Linked DNA regions of Zea mays: region 2 is linked to region 1. Evidence: chromatin contacts called from public Hi-C data. All regions are on one chromosome and are shown on one strand. Each heading gives the region's core, a stretch centred on a gene start, on an enhancer-like site or on the middle of the called end of the contact. The rest is flanking DNA. Distances are from core to core; before and after follow the strand shown. Region 1 holds the start of LOC103635648 (PHD finger protein ALFIN-LIKE 5). Region 2 holds the start of LOC103635650.

The links. A called contact is a pair of places that touch in the nucleus more often than the background predicts.
Region 2: a Hi-C map of leaf shows a contact between it and region 1, with 10 times the contacts expected there. The contact joins the promoter of LOC103635650 here to the promoter of LOC103635648 in region 1. A contact is called at or near these places in 6 of 25 Hi-C or Micro-C datasets (ear, leaf and tassel).

The regions. Positions count from the first base shown.
Region 1 is chr8:105,574,428-105,577,546 of Zm-B73-REFERENCE-NAM-5.0, forward strand. LOC103635648 (PHD finger protein ALFIN-LIKE 5) reads left to right here and starts at 1,463. Exons shown (of 5, transcript XM_008658054.3): 1 at 1,463-1,752; 2 at 1,851-1,883; 3 at 2,583-2,811. The coding sequence starts at 1,650.
Region 2 is chr8:105,733,434-105,736,552 of Zm-B73-REFERENCE-NAM-5.0, forward strand. LOC103635650 reads right to left here and starts at 1,595. Exons shown (of 3, transcript XM_008658056.3): 1 at 1,189-1,595. The coding sequence starts at 1,267.

The sequences.
Region 1 (3,119 bases), core at 213-2,712:
CGGTTGCTGTCCGGAGGCGACTGTGAGCTTACAGTTTTTCTACGGTTTAGATTTTTTTCCTCTTCAGTTTCTGTGTTACGAGGGTACGGCCGTACAAACAAAAAAAATGCCCTCAACCTTGTTATTTAAATATTTAATTTATTTTCGAACTAAACCCTAAGAAAGAGAAATAATGAATATTTATTGTCCGCTAGTTTATTTTCGAACCGAACCGCGAGAAATAAAAAAACGGAGGAAGTACTTCGTGATCACTATTTGTCACATGGCTCGTGAGGTTAGTTAAATAATTAGCTACAAACGACGTTTGATACATCGATTTTATGGTTATGTTGATCTCAAATTTATTTTATACTAGTACAATATTAGTCCATCCAAATTATTCGATTAAATGTTAGTACATAATGATTATGTAGTTTAATATCTCGTGCTGATATAGTAAAGACAATAACTTGCTTAGTGTGAAAATTGAAAATTCTATAATCGTTTTGGATTTTATTTTCATTTGTACACTAATGGGGTGTTTGTTTGGTTGTAATATGTCCAAATTATATAATACAACAAATTTTAAACTAACATTTATTTCAAAATTTATTGGATATATAATCTGAACATATTATAATCCCAAACAAATATCCAAGTAATGCCATACAGAAAAGAGCTTACCACACTTATATGTGCAGCACTTCACAGTAAAATCTAATCAATGTTTGCACAACAGTTATAATTTTAACAGAAGAAAGAACAAAAAAGCAAAAGCGTGTTGAGACAATAGAGCAGAAATAAGATGAGGAAAAAATAACATGACGAATAATCCTTATTTCATCAAAATAATGAAGAAAAAATATTTACCTTCACAGCTCTATTAAGAAAAAATATATTTAGGATGATATTTGTGTAAGTTAGAAGTAGCCTAACATTCTCAATATCACCTCTAGAATAGGGTATTATGGTTATGGGCCCTATGTCTATTAGTAACTCATCTGAAGACTTTCTGTACAAACCTTTACCTTGGTTGATGCTAAGAGAGGTTCCCATAACATGGTGTCTTGGAAGTGGTGATCACTATTTTACTTTTCTCATTGGAATCCTTAATGCGTTTTGGCTATGACTTTCCCCCTAATAATATCCTTTGCACATATATTGTCTCTTCGAAAATAAATACATATATCGAGTTTTAATTAATTGAATATTTTTAAGTTTTACTATAAAAATGTATCCAAATAATTTCATAATAAAAATATATTTTAATTTTAATTTAATAATACTAATTTATTATAAATATTAATGTTCTTAATATATTTGATCGAAATTAATAAAAAATTGATTCCTCATAGGATAAAATATGTACTTATTTAAGATTCAGAAAGTAGTTTTTAATGAAAATAAAAAAGTAGTAATTGTTTGCAAACGTTTTGTGTTCTGTTGTTGTTATTTTCTACTTTATCCTGTTCTTTTATGAAACGCCCACTTCATTCCGTGAAATAGAAGTAAAATACAAAATCTCCCCGGAAATGACCACAACTTTCTCTCAAAATAAAACCTCACCCCTCCTTGGTCTGCGGCCCTTTGTCCTGTCTCCTCCCACCCTTGCCTCCGAGTCACCTCCTCCCTTGGTCTCCGCCGTCGCTGCCTCCTTGCCGGAACCCTAAATGGACCCCGGCGCCGGCGCACACTACTCCGTCCGTACCGCGGAGGAGGTTTTCCGCGACTTCCGCGGCCGCCGCGCGGGCATGATCAAGGCCCTCACCAACGGTATGCTACCGTCGCTCGCTCCTTTGTTCCGGATTTCGCCTGCCTATCTGGCGGCTTCGCCGGTTCTAACGTGTTGCTTGGTTTGATGGTTTGCGCAGATGTGGAGAAGTTCTACCAGCTGTGTGACCCCGGTGAGTCCGCTCGATCATCTGTCGTAGGGTTGTGGGCCGCTGTCAGTGACTTGGTTTGGTTGCTAGGGTTAGGGCGTTCGGTCGCCCTGCTTGGTGTCCCGAAGCTAAATTTTACACTATCTGTACTGGAAATGGGAACCTAGTACTGGTCTCCTGTGGTTTCAGTTGACGATGTTAATGGTTTGGAGTGTGGTGACGGGTGAGCGATTGCAATTGTAGGTTGTGCAAAAGGTTGGATGGAATCCTCGAATTCGTGAGGATTTTATTGTTCATGCATTGTTTAGCTTGACTTTTGACTCATGTTTGCCGTTGATACTGCACTGGAAAATGTAGGAATTTATGGGAAGTTCCAGGTTTGGGTGCTGGGATTCTATACTCAAAAGTAGCCAAGGTTGTTGTATCTTTGTTGATTTTTTTTGTTTCTACCATATTCCATAAATGCAATGCAACATAGGATCATGAGTTATGACTCATGACATATCTTAGAGTTAGTTACTTCTTTGTTTTAGTGAAGCCAGTGAACCAATTTTTTGTGCCAATTGTGCCATAGAATTAGTTTAGGAGTCTGATTGCTTCATCTATCTTGTATTTTAGCGCATCCATCTAGCCTTTTCTTTTTAAGCCTAGCACTTGCACTGAGTAAATTACAAGTAATACAAAACATCGGTCCTTTGTATCTACTAATTCGTTTTTTTACAGAAAAGGAAAACTTGTGCCTTTATGGCTACCCCAACGAAACATGGGAAGTAACTTTGCCAGCAGAGGAAGTTCCTCCAGAGATCCCTGAACCAGCTTTGGGTATAAACTTTGCTAGGGATGGCATGAATGAGAAGGATTGGTTAGCGCTAGTTGCTGTCCACAGCGATTCCTGGTTACTAGCAGTTGCATTCTACTTTGCAGCCCGGTTTGGGTTTGACAAAGAGGCCAGGTAACGGTTCCAGGCACCTAATCTTTTCAGTTTCTTTGAAAAAGAAATTCATATATCTATGGTTTTATGTCCTTTATTTGCTTCAAGCCTACATTTTCACAAATTCCTCTACAAGTTAGTATTGACCAACATATATGGAAGACTTGCAAAAAGGAATTCATCATCACTACTTGTGATTTCCACCTGATTGAAAAAACATTGTGATTTCTCCTTTGTCAAGGATCAGTTGGATTATTGTATTTAGTGTTTGCTTGTGCATAATCAAACATCAGAGTTGATTTGAATGTGGCTTTCAGATCCATTTGTAC
Region 2 (3,119 bases), core at 345-2,844, 160 kb after region 1:
AAAAATCAGGGGCAGTAGATAGGAGTGTAAAACTCCCTGAGATCCCCATCAAGTTTTTTTCCCATAATGGGCAAACCCAAATTCCATCACTTTGAAGTTAGAAGAACCGAAATTATAGCAAGAGTTGTGTGGTCTTTGTTCCTTTTTCCAGACTCAAGGTTCTAGGAAGTAATAATATAGGAGGTCTGTGTTATTAACACGCCAATCCAAAATTTAGAATATTTAAGGTGCATCAGTTGCGTTTTCAATCTTTTTTCTGGGCCAAAATGATTTTCATTGTGTTAAGGGAGGCCTCTACATTTAACTTTCATAACTTTATCTGAAAGAAGGACCAACGATGCGGCTCTACAACCTCTAGATTAGAATATCTGTAAGCTGAGTAGTTGACATAAGTGAAATCTAGCATGGGTGAAATATGACAATGGCATATGCTTAAAGGAAGTCAAAACGAGACAATACATAGCCAGTGTGATATAGCTCCTAAGACAAAAGAATGACCAGCCTCACTGCACCTAGTAGTACAAATGGTGATTGGGTGATCCTGCAATCCTATAAGGCAAGGCATGGACTTAGCCTTTTAACAGGTAAATGATACATCTTCTACTACTACTAGACTATCCCGCCACACAACTGTCTGAACTACAAGAAATAACTCAGTAACGTCGAGAAGCGCCTCAATTTTATTCAGGGTCAGAAACATGCTGCAGCAGAAAGACAAAGTTGGATCTAAGGAGTGACGTTTTAGTGCAAAGTATTATCCTTTCTACATTTTGAATCCCAAAAGAATTTCATTTTCCCAATGGTTCGATCCAACCGACTATTGTAAGGATATTAGCGGGTACGAATGCTGAAATCAGTGCTCACGCCACGAACAAGGCTCCAATTTCCCAAACTTCAGCATATAACCTGCTCGTCATATATATAACTTAACAAAGTCCCACCGGAGACGGCAAACTCATCCCTCCTAAGTCCTAACCACCCACACCCAATGATTGTCAACGAGAGTGCCGTCCACAATTCAATTAGACTCACAAAACACAGCAGGGAATCGGAATATATTCAAGAAAAATAATCGTGGTAACGATTCCCTAATCCCCGCCCCGCTTTCGACCTTCAACTACATCTCGCTGTGACCCTCTCCCGCAACAGCCCCGAATCCAACGACCAAAGCATATCGAGAGCGCGAACCTGCGGTGAACTGGGCACAGATCCCGGACGCAGCGAGGAGAAACAGGGCGACCGAGGCCCGTCTGGATCCGCCCCTCATCTCCGACCTGAGCGCGCCGCCCCGCGCCGCCTTCTCCCTCGGCTCGAAGCGGTGGGGTGGTGGCCTGGTGGGTCAGTGGTGCTTGCCTGCTTGGGCGCGGCGCGGTGGTGCTGGCGCTTGGCGGCCTGGCGCTGGTGGTGCGGTGGTTGCCGACTTGCCGTGCCTGTTTGGCCTTGGCTTTTGTAGTAGTAGTAGCCCGTGGCGACGGGTCGGACGCGGCTGGTTCGCATCGAAGGCTCCGCATGGCATTGCTGCCGGTGAATGGTCCTTTTCGGCGGCGTTGTGTCGCTGCTGGTGGGCCACGGTGGGATCCGGAGCGACCGATGACGCGTCTGAAGTTTCGTTGCGCGAAACAACCTAATCCACTTTAGCGCAAGTTGTCGTCAAAAGAGCAGTGCAAGCAGAAAGAATGTTTGAGTATTAGCTAAGCTATGTGAGTCTGTAAAACGATTCTGGTAAAAATCCATGCAAATTGTTGGGGAAAAACACTAACGCATTAGCTAAACTATGACAGTAACAGCCGCTTCAGCTAGGACCTCTACGTATTTTCATCCCCGTGAGGCCGTGACCAGTATTTTCATCTGGTAAAACATTATCTTTAGCTTTACCCCTCTCTACCGAATTGTAAGATGTTTTAGTTTTTGTAAATACATGTCATCTGTTGTACACTTAGAGCCTGTTTGGTTTGACGTTTTTATCCGTGATCTATTTACAGTGATATCTATTCCTTTTCTTTTCTACTAGATGAGTGCTCCGTGCGTTACAACGGAAACATATAATACCATAATAACTTTTATATATAATGTGTCTTATATTGTTATAAGAAAATATTTCATAATTCATTTGTGATCCTAGCCATACATAAATTTTGTTATTTTAATTTAACTGTTCCACTACTACATTGCAACCATCAGTATCATACAGACTTCGATATATATCATGATTTGCATGGTCTCATCATTGGAGAGCACGTGCCACACCTACCGGTAGAAGTTCCCTCATACATCGTCAGTCATCAGGCATGCACCACCATACATGTTTGTTTAAACAAAAAGGCAAGTGTGTGCGTTTGCGAAGAGAATTAAAGGCAGACCAGCACAAAAGCTACCTCGGCGATGGCAAGTGGTCATTGTTGTCGGTCCTCCTCTGCGTCACCTCTGTCGCTAAGATGACGCCACAGTCTTTGATATAGTAGTCGTCAAACGCGCGCGACATGGCAAGTACCGATGACTTTTGGCTGGGCTGCTAAACGAAGTGCACCCCGGGCTCATCAGCGAGGTAGTACACCTAGCCGTTGCACCTCCGGATGTGCTACTCGTCTACATACATCTTGTTCGAGGACACTCACACAACATCAACAACAGCCGTCGTCCCAGCGCACAAGAATTCATGGCCGGTCAGTAGCAACTTACGTGGCCGGTTGAGCTTCAGGTGGATGATGAGCTAGATGGCGTGACGGCGCCGTCGTCGGATGCGGTGCCCAGAACAACCCGAGAGTCGCCGGCGTTGGCGACGACTATGAGATCCCCCGTTTGAATATGGACAGTAGTGTAGCCGCTCTGGACTGCGTCCAAGCGACGGCTGCACCGAAGCTTGCCGAACATAGCGAGCGGCCAAGTAGGACTGCTTCCAGAGGTCGAACTGGCAGTCGCCAAGCTTCTTCTCATCGTCGATGAGCGACGCCAACGCGAGCGCCTCCTGCCAGTGGTGTTTGTTCGGGGTTTCTAAGTAAGAAACATGAATTCATCTTTGGCGTTGGTTTATAAAAATTACTCACAAGTCAGATTCATGGAAAAAATATTACGGAGAATAAATGTCACACATATAAAAAAAGAATTTAAGTTGAAAACTT